Regions from separate parts of the Anas platyrhynchos genome. Here region 1 is linked to region 2. The links are chromatin contacts, called in public Hi-C maps. All regions are on one chromosome and are shown on one strand. Each heading gives the region's core, a stretch centred on a gene start, on an enhancer-like site or on the middle of the called end of the contact. The rest is flanking DNA. Distances are from core to core; before and after follow the strand shown. Region 1 overlaps LOC101798301. Region 2 has its middle 10 kb from the start of TRNAT-CGU.

Region 1 (2,832 bases), core at 224-2,723, 170 kb before region 2:
TTCTTCAGTGAATTTCAGAAAGTCTTTTGTAGGTGAATTTCACCCTGATAAAGCATTCTGTCATAGCTCATAGCCAACTTTGTTCATTAATCTCCTATCCATACAGCTATGTACTTTTAAAATAACTTGGATATTGATCAGGATTTGGAAGACAAAGTATTTGAACTACTTTAACAGTATATGAGTTAGTCCCCACTGAACGTTGCCTGTTCTGTCTTCCGAAAAAAAGGAAAAAAAAAAAAAAAAAAAGAGCATTTGCAAACACTTCACTTGGTTTCAGAAGGAAAAAAACATTGTCAAGGGCAATAATAGCAGAAGTAGAATCCACTTATCAAACTTTCTTTGTCAAGGCTGATATAAAAATTATGTTTGGAAGGCAGCTGTGTTGTAGAGCGTTTTAGAGGCAACTGCTTGTAAACATGAATAGCTTCATGTATTGAAAAGTCCGGGTTCGCTGGAAAAAATGGCTTGAATTCCAGCATGTGATTTGCCAAATTAACTATCTATTAAAATTTATAATGGAAATTATAATGTTGCTATAGTTACCAAAGCTTCCCTAGCTCCAGGATGGCAGTGCCTTTCACTTCAAAGACTTTTTTTTTCCTCCCTTCTTTCAGTAAATAATGAAATAGTACTTCAAAAAGTGCTTTTTATTTGCATGAATTAGTTGGTGGAATTGTTGCTATGAGGAATCAGAAAAGCCAGAAATATAGCTGTTCCCCAAGCACACACTTTTATACGATGACACCTTTGAATTAAATCTCATTAAATTTTATTCTTCAGGTCTATACCGTAGGGCAGGGGTGACCATCCTTTGGCTGGGAAGACAAGTACAGCTCAGGGCGGCTCGCTGACTGTGGATAAACCTCAAACAGATACCACTGGGGGTCTCATGTGTGATACTGAGAGAACATGGTTGTGTTTGTGTGCGTTTGGGTTTATATGAGTGGCTTATGCCCACTTGGTCTTCAAATTAGTCTCTCGCTTCCAAACATTTCTGCTGTAAAGTACACCTTGACTAGCATATGAAAAGTTTGGAAGGAATGGCTTTTATGGCCAGATACGCCGTTATTATTCCGTTAGGGCTCATTTCCTCTGAAGCTGCAGGTGCTGGCACAGTCAATGTTGTGACCAATTCCTGCAGAATATTAGCACATCTGTCGGAAAGTATAGCCTGTTATTTCTACTACGAAGGGATGGACGTAAGCCCTCTGGTGAGATCCTGTTTGACAATTCCTATGCAGCTTTCCTCCCCGAGCTCAACAAATAACAATATTAGTGAGGTTATAAAAACAGCACCATGTGAAGCAAAGGAAATAAACCCAAAGTGTTTTGCTCTGTCATCTTGGCATCTGTCCTGCCCCAACAGCACATCTGCCCAGCAGAGGCCAAAGATTGAGTGCTGCTTACACAGCTTACTTCTGTTGGGGGTTGTCCTATACTGAGAAGAAAAGGGTATGCACTTGAGCATATCTTATCGTGTCCTCTAGGGTTGTTATGCAAAGACGGATTTCTTGCTGTGGACATGCCTTTTCTGCATGTTATCAAACCTTTTTTTGTTTACCCATTTTGGAGTTTCTGCTTATGGTTTAAAACAATTTTTAAGATGTGCATTAGTGTCTGTAAATAAGCGTTGGAGGGAGAGTATTTGCTAAATTAAGTTTATTTGCTTTACAGCTGCAAAGCTTTCTCCTTCAGGAAAACAATCTATCAGGATACATAAAAGCTTTCAGTAAGTTTTTGAGTGTGCACATCTGGCCAAGACGTGACGTTCCTGGTGACACAATTCCCTACCCCCTTCCTCATGGCTCTGTCCGTTGTGGGTTAGGCTGGAGAGGTGCATGAGGATTCCTTTCAGCCTGCTTCAGACACAGAGGAGGAGGATGTAGGTCTCCAGTGCACTGCTTATGGCCAGATTCATCACCTGTTTGTGGGGTTCTCCTGTCCTTGTGTCAGAAGTGCCCAAAGGCTTCCTCAAGTGAAGTTGAAAAACAAATGGTGAGGTAATATCAACTGCAAGTTTTATTACAGCTTGGATGCGTACGTAACGTCTAGTATTTCTTATATAAAAACGTTTATTTTGGATGAAATCTGCAGGTGGTCATTGTACCAACCTTCCTGAGGGTAATCAGGAGCTGAGTGGAGGAAGTTTCTTTTGAGTCTGATACTTCTAGGTCCATCTACCATGTAAGAGCCTTTATTGTCTGTGTGTTCTTGAGGTGATGTAAGAATATTCGATGTAATTGCGTACTCAGAGAAGAAAGGGATTAAAATGTGAATTTGTCAGTCATCAGTGTCCATATCCTCTTCTTCACGGTAATAAATAGGGAACTTGCTATTTAAATCCTACAGGCAGTTTTGAAAATAGCTGAAAGCCCTCACAGTTCTGCAACATGCAGTCAAGACAGTTATTTGTGAAAACAAAATGATTCCCATATGCATCTTTGCAAGTACATTTTTAGGTCCATCCAGGGCGTATTTCTGAAAGAGCTTATTCACCAATAGCAGTGTGTCTTAAGGTTCAATTTTCTGGCACACTTCAATCTGCTGCCTGAACACGTTCTGAGGGTTGGAAACATCATGTGGTTTAAATAAATAAAAACACCAAATTGCCTGCAGTGCATCTGTGCCCTCTTACTGTGCAGGTTAGCTGCTACTGTGCCATCAGCCTGACAGTTTCAATCAAGTTTTTAATGGACTCCCAGGGCTTCCCCAGTTTTTGTTCAAGCAGGCCTAGCACTTGTCCTCCCCAGACTGTTGCAAGGAAAAGCTTTATTTTGGCTTCTGATTATCCAGAAGTATAGTGATAGAAAAGAGAGAAAGTAGCCAGAC
Region 2 (2,819 bases), core at 246-2,745:
GGGCACTGCGGGGGGGCGGCCGCGGCATCTCCGACGGCCCCGCTCGTTCGAGGCCCCTCCGGGAAGGGAAGGGAAGGGAAGGAAGGCACTTACGGCTGGCCGCCTCCGGCCGCTCCCCGCGGCCCCGGGCAGCGGCCCCGCCGCGCTCCGTCTTCGCCCGCTGCGAGCCCGGCAGGTCCTGGGAGCCGAGAACTGGGACTTTGTAGGCCAGTTGAAGCCACGAACCTCTCATCTCGCCCGCAAAGACCCAGCCCTCAGCTCGCCCGATCAGGCGCAGGCTGTGATTTATTTTTATTAGCACCGCTAGTGTTTTCATTCAACTCCTCGCTCCGGCCGCTGCCTGCCGCAAGCGCGGAGCCCCGGCCCCGGCCGGAGCGGGGCCACCCCCGGCAGCAGCAGCCGCCCCCTCCCCGGGCCGGGCCGGGCCGGGTCGTGTCGGCCGGGGGTGCCCGGCCCCGAGAAAGAACCGGAGCCGCCGGCAGCCCGGTGCCTGCCGCACCTCGGGCCGGGCCCCGCAGCCCCCGGGCCGGGCCCCGCAGCGCACCGTGACTCGGCACGGCAGGAGCCCGAGCCGCGGTACCTGCTCTGAGCGCCCAGGGGGGCTCGGGAGAGGGGCTCGGGGGGACCCCCTTGGTCCCCGTCCGCCCCCAAAGCCGCGGGGCCCCGGCACGGCTCGGGCTCAACTACGAGAAGCGGGGAGAGGCGGCGGGCGGCCGCGGTGCCCCCTCTCCTGCCTCGCCGGCTGCTCGCAGGCGGGTATTTAAGCTGGTACCGAGCACGGTGAGATCTTTTCCACCCTTCCTCTTTGCCCTCGCAAAAGGCGAAAGAAAAAAATCAGAAATTCGTTGCCACAAGGGACGTTGCAACATTGCTCTCGGCTTTTCAAGCGCTGCGTTCGCCCCGGCGTGCTTTAGAAGTCCCAACCCAAGAAGCAGCAGAAGAGAAGTAGGGGAAAAGGGAAAAAAAAAAAAAAAAAAAGAAAGAAAAAAACACCCCCAAAAGCAGCAATTAAAACCCAGCACCCCAAACCCCTCAAACCAGCAAGAGGTGAGCTGCTCCGTGCGGCGCGGTCCCGGCGCGGCGGTGCTCGGTGGCCGGCTGCAGCCCGGTGCCCGTCCCTCGAAAGTTTGCTCCACGTGTTGCGGCCGCGGCCCGGGAGGCTCGGGGAGGCTCAGGGCCGGCTCCCGGGGGCGGTGCGGGCCCCGCCGGCCCCCGCCGCGCACGTTTAAGGAAGCGGCCGGTCCCCACCCCTGCGCCGGGCAGCTCCCGCCGCCAGCCGGCCGGGCGAATTTGGGAGGCTCGCCCGGGCTGCCCTCTCCACCCCTTCGCCCTCCCCGGAGCTCCGCCGAGCCCCGTGCACGAGGAGGGAGGCGGCCGCCGATGCCCGCCGCCGTCCCGCCGGTGCCCGCCGCCGCCGCCGCCGCCGCCCACCCCGCGCTCCTCCCGGCGGCGCCTCCGCCGGGGCATTGCGCCGCGCCGACCTGCGCGCCCCGCGGCCCACCGAGGGCGGAGGGAGCCCCCTGCCGGCCGCCCGGGGCCGCCGCCGCCGCCCTTCTTCCTTCCCCCGAGCCCGGGCCGCCGGCAGGAGCCCCCCGGCCTCGCCTCGAGCCCCCCGTGCGGCCCCGACCCCCGCAGCGGTAGCCCCGCGCCGCAGCTCCCCACGCGTGTCCTGAGCTCGCTCGGCCTCCTCCTGCCTCCTTGAGCGGCGGCTGGCGCAGCCGTGGCAGGGCCACCCTCTGCCTGGCCTCCTGGGGGTCCCGGAGCTTTTTACCTACATCTCTGGAAGGGCTGGGTGAACGTACCTGCCTTAGCAGGGCAACCTGCGCACCAAGTGCTGCTCTCACGGCTGGAGATGTAAGGCTTTAGTAAGGACACATTCACTTACACACGCAGACAGTTAAAAAAGGCCTTTAAGGAAACATCACAGGCCTTCTGTAACGTAAGGTCAAGTCAGAAGGGATGGCTGAAATGCCATGAAAAAAAAGATAATTTTCTGTCTTCCAGCTTGCTGATCTTACAGTGTCCCTCTGCACATCCTCACCTGCTTTGTGTTTCTGAGCTTTGAGGTTTCCTGCAATGATACCTCTACATGCTGTGGATATGCACCTGGCATGTGTGGGCTCTGCCCCCAGGTTGTGTGGGACTGGCCAGTTACTGCACCTCCCTTTAATCTCTGCTCCAGATCCTCCCAATGACAAAGTATGAGGGAAAGGGGACAAAACAGGCACATACCACAAAGAGCTCCGCTTCCCTTGATGATGCCCACAGGCAGCTTACTGTGCTGTGACAGCAAAGGGGTGACCAGTCCAGCGAGAGGCAGCATGCTGGAGCCACAGGAAATGTAGGGGATGGCCTGGAAGGTTTTATCCTACAGAGACAGAGGACATCAGTCATTGTTTCTGTTACATGCCGGTTATCAAGGTGATGTTGACTGAAAATCACAGCAGGAACGCAGCTCCATCAAGTTGAGCAGCAGTCCCACAAAAGATGCTGGCTAAAAGGAGCTCACAAAATAAATTGGGATTACCAACGCATGGGAACGCTACCATCATGCCTTCTGCACCTGGTAGGAAAACCTCAGCTGAGCAAGAAGCTCCAAACGGGGCTTCAGGAGCTAAAGGTAACAAAAATCAAAGCCAGTATCCAGAGCACTCATCTTTGCAATATTTGGGTTCAGCAGAACACAAAAGTACATCCCTTGTGTCTATATTGGATTTATCCCTGTGTCCATACAGAAGCAACCTGTGACACCTACGTGCATGTAGGTTGCACTAGGAGCCTTTACGTGCTCAGAACTTCATGGTACCAGCATCGTTATG

Evidence for each region. A called contact is a pair of places that touch in the nucleus more often than the background predicts.
Region 1: a contact with region 2 is called in a Hi-C map of F1 follicle, with 2.7 times the contacts expected there. The contact joins two enhancer-like sites. A contact is called at or near these places in 4 of 8 Hi-C or Micro-C datasets (F1 follicle, F5 follicle, skeletal muscle and 1 more).

Annotation. Positions count from the first base shown.
Region 1 is chr19:6,264,857-6,267,688 of IASCAAS_PekinDuck_T2T, reverse strand. The region is part of intron 3 of LOC101798301; the gene reads left to right. Among named protein-coding and RNA genes, the nearest start is that of UTP6, 28 kb to the left of the region's middle. Within about 2 kb of position 1,473, at least 1 of the 8 cell types and tissues checked has an H3K27ac peak or open chromatin away from gene starts, as enhancers often do. A contact at or near this core is called in F1 follicle, where this site is marked.
Region 2 is chr19:6,094,392-6,097,210 of IASCAAS_PekinDuck_T2T, reverse strand. No RefSeq gene overlaps it. Among named protein-coding and RNA genes, the nearest start is that of TRNAT-CGU, 10 kb to the right of the region's middle. Within about 2 kb of position 1,495, at least 3 of the 8 cell types and tissues checked have an H3K27ac peak or open chromatin away from gene starts, as enhancers often do. A contact at or near this core is called in F1 follicle, where this site is marked.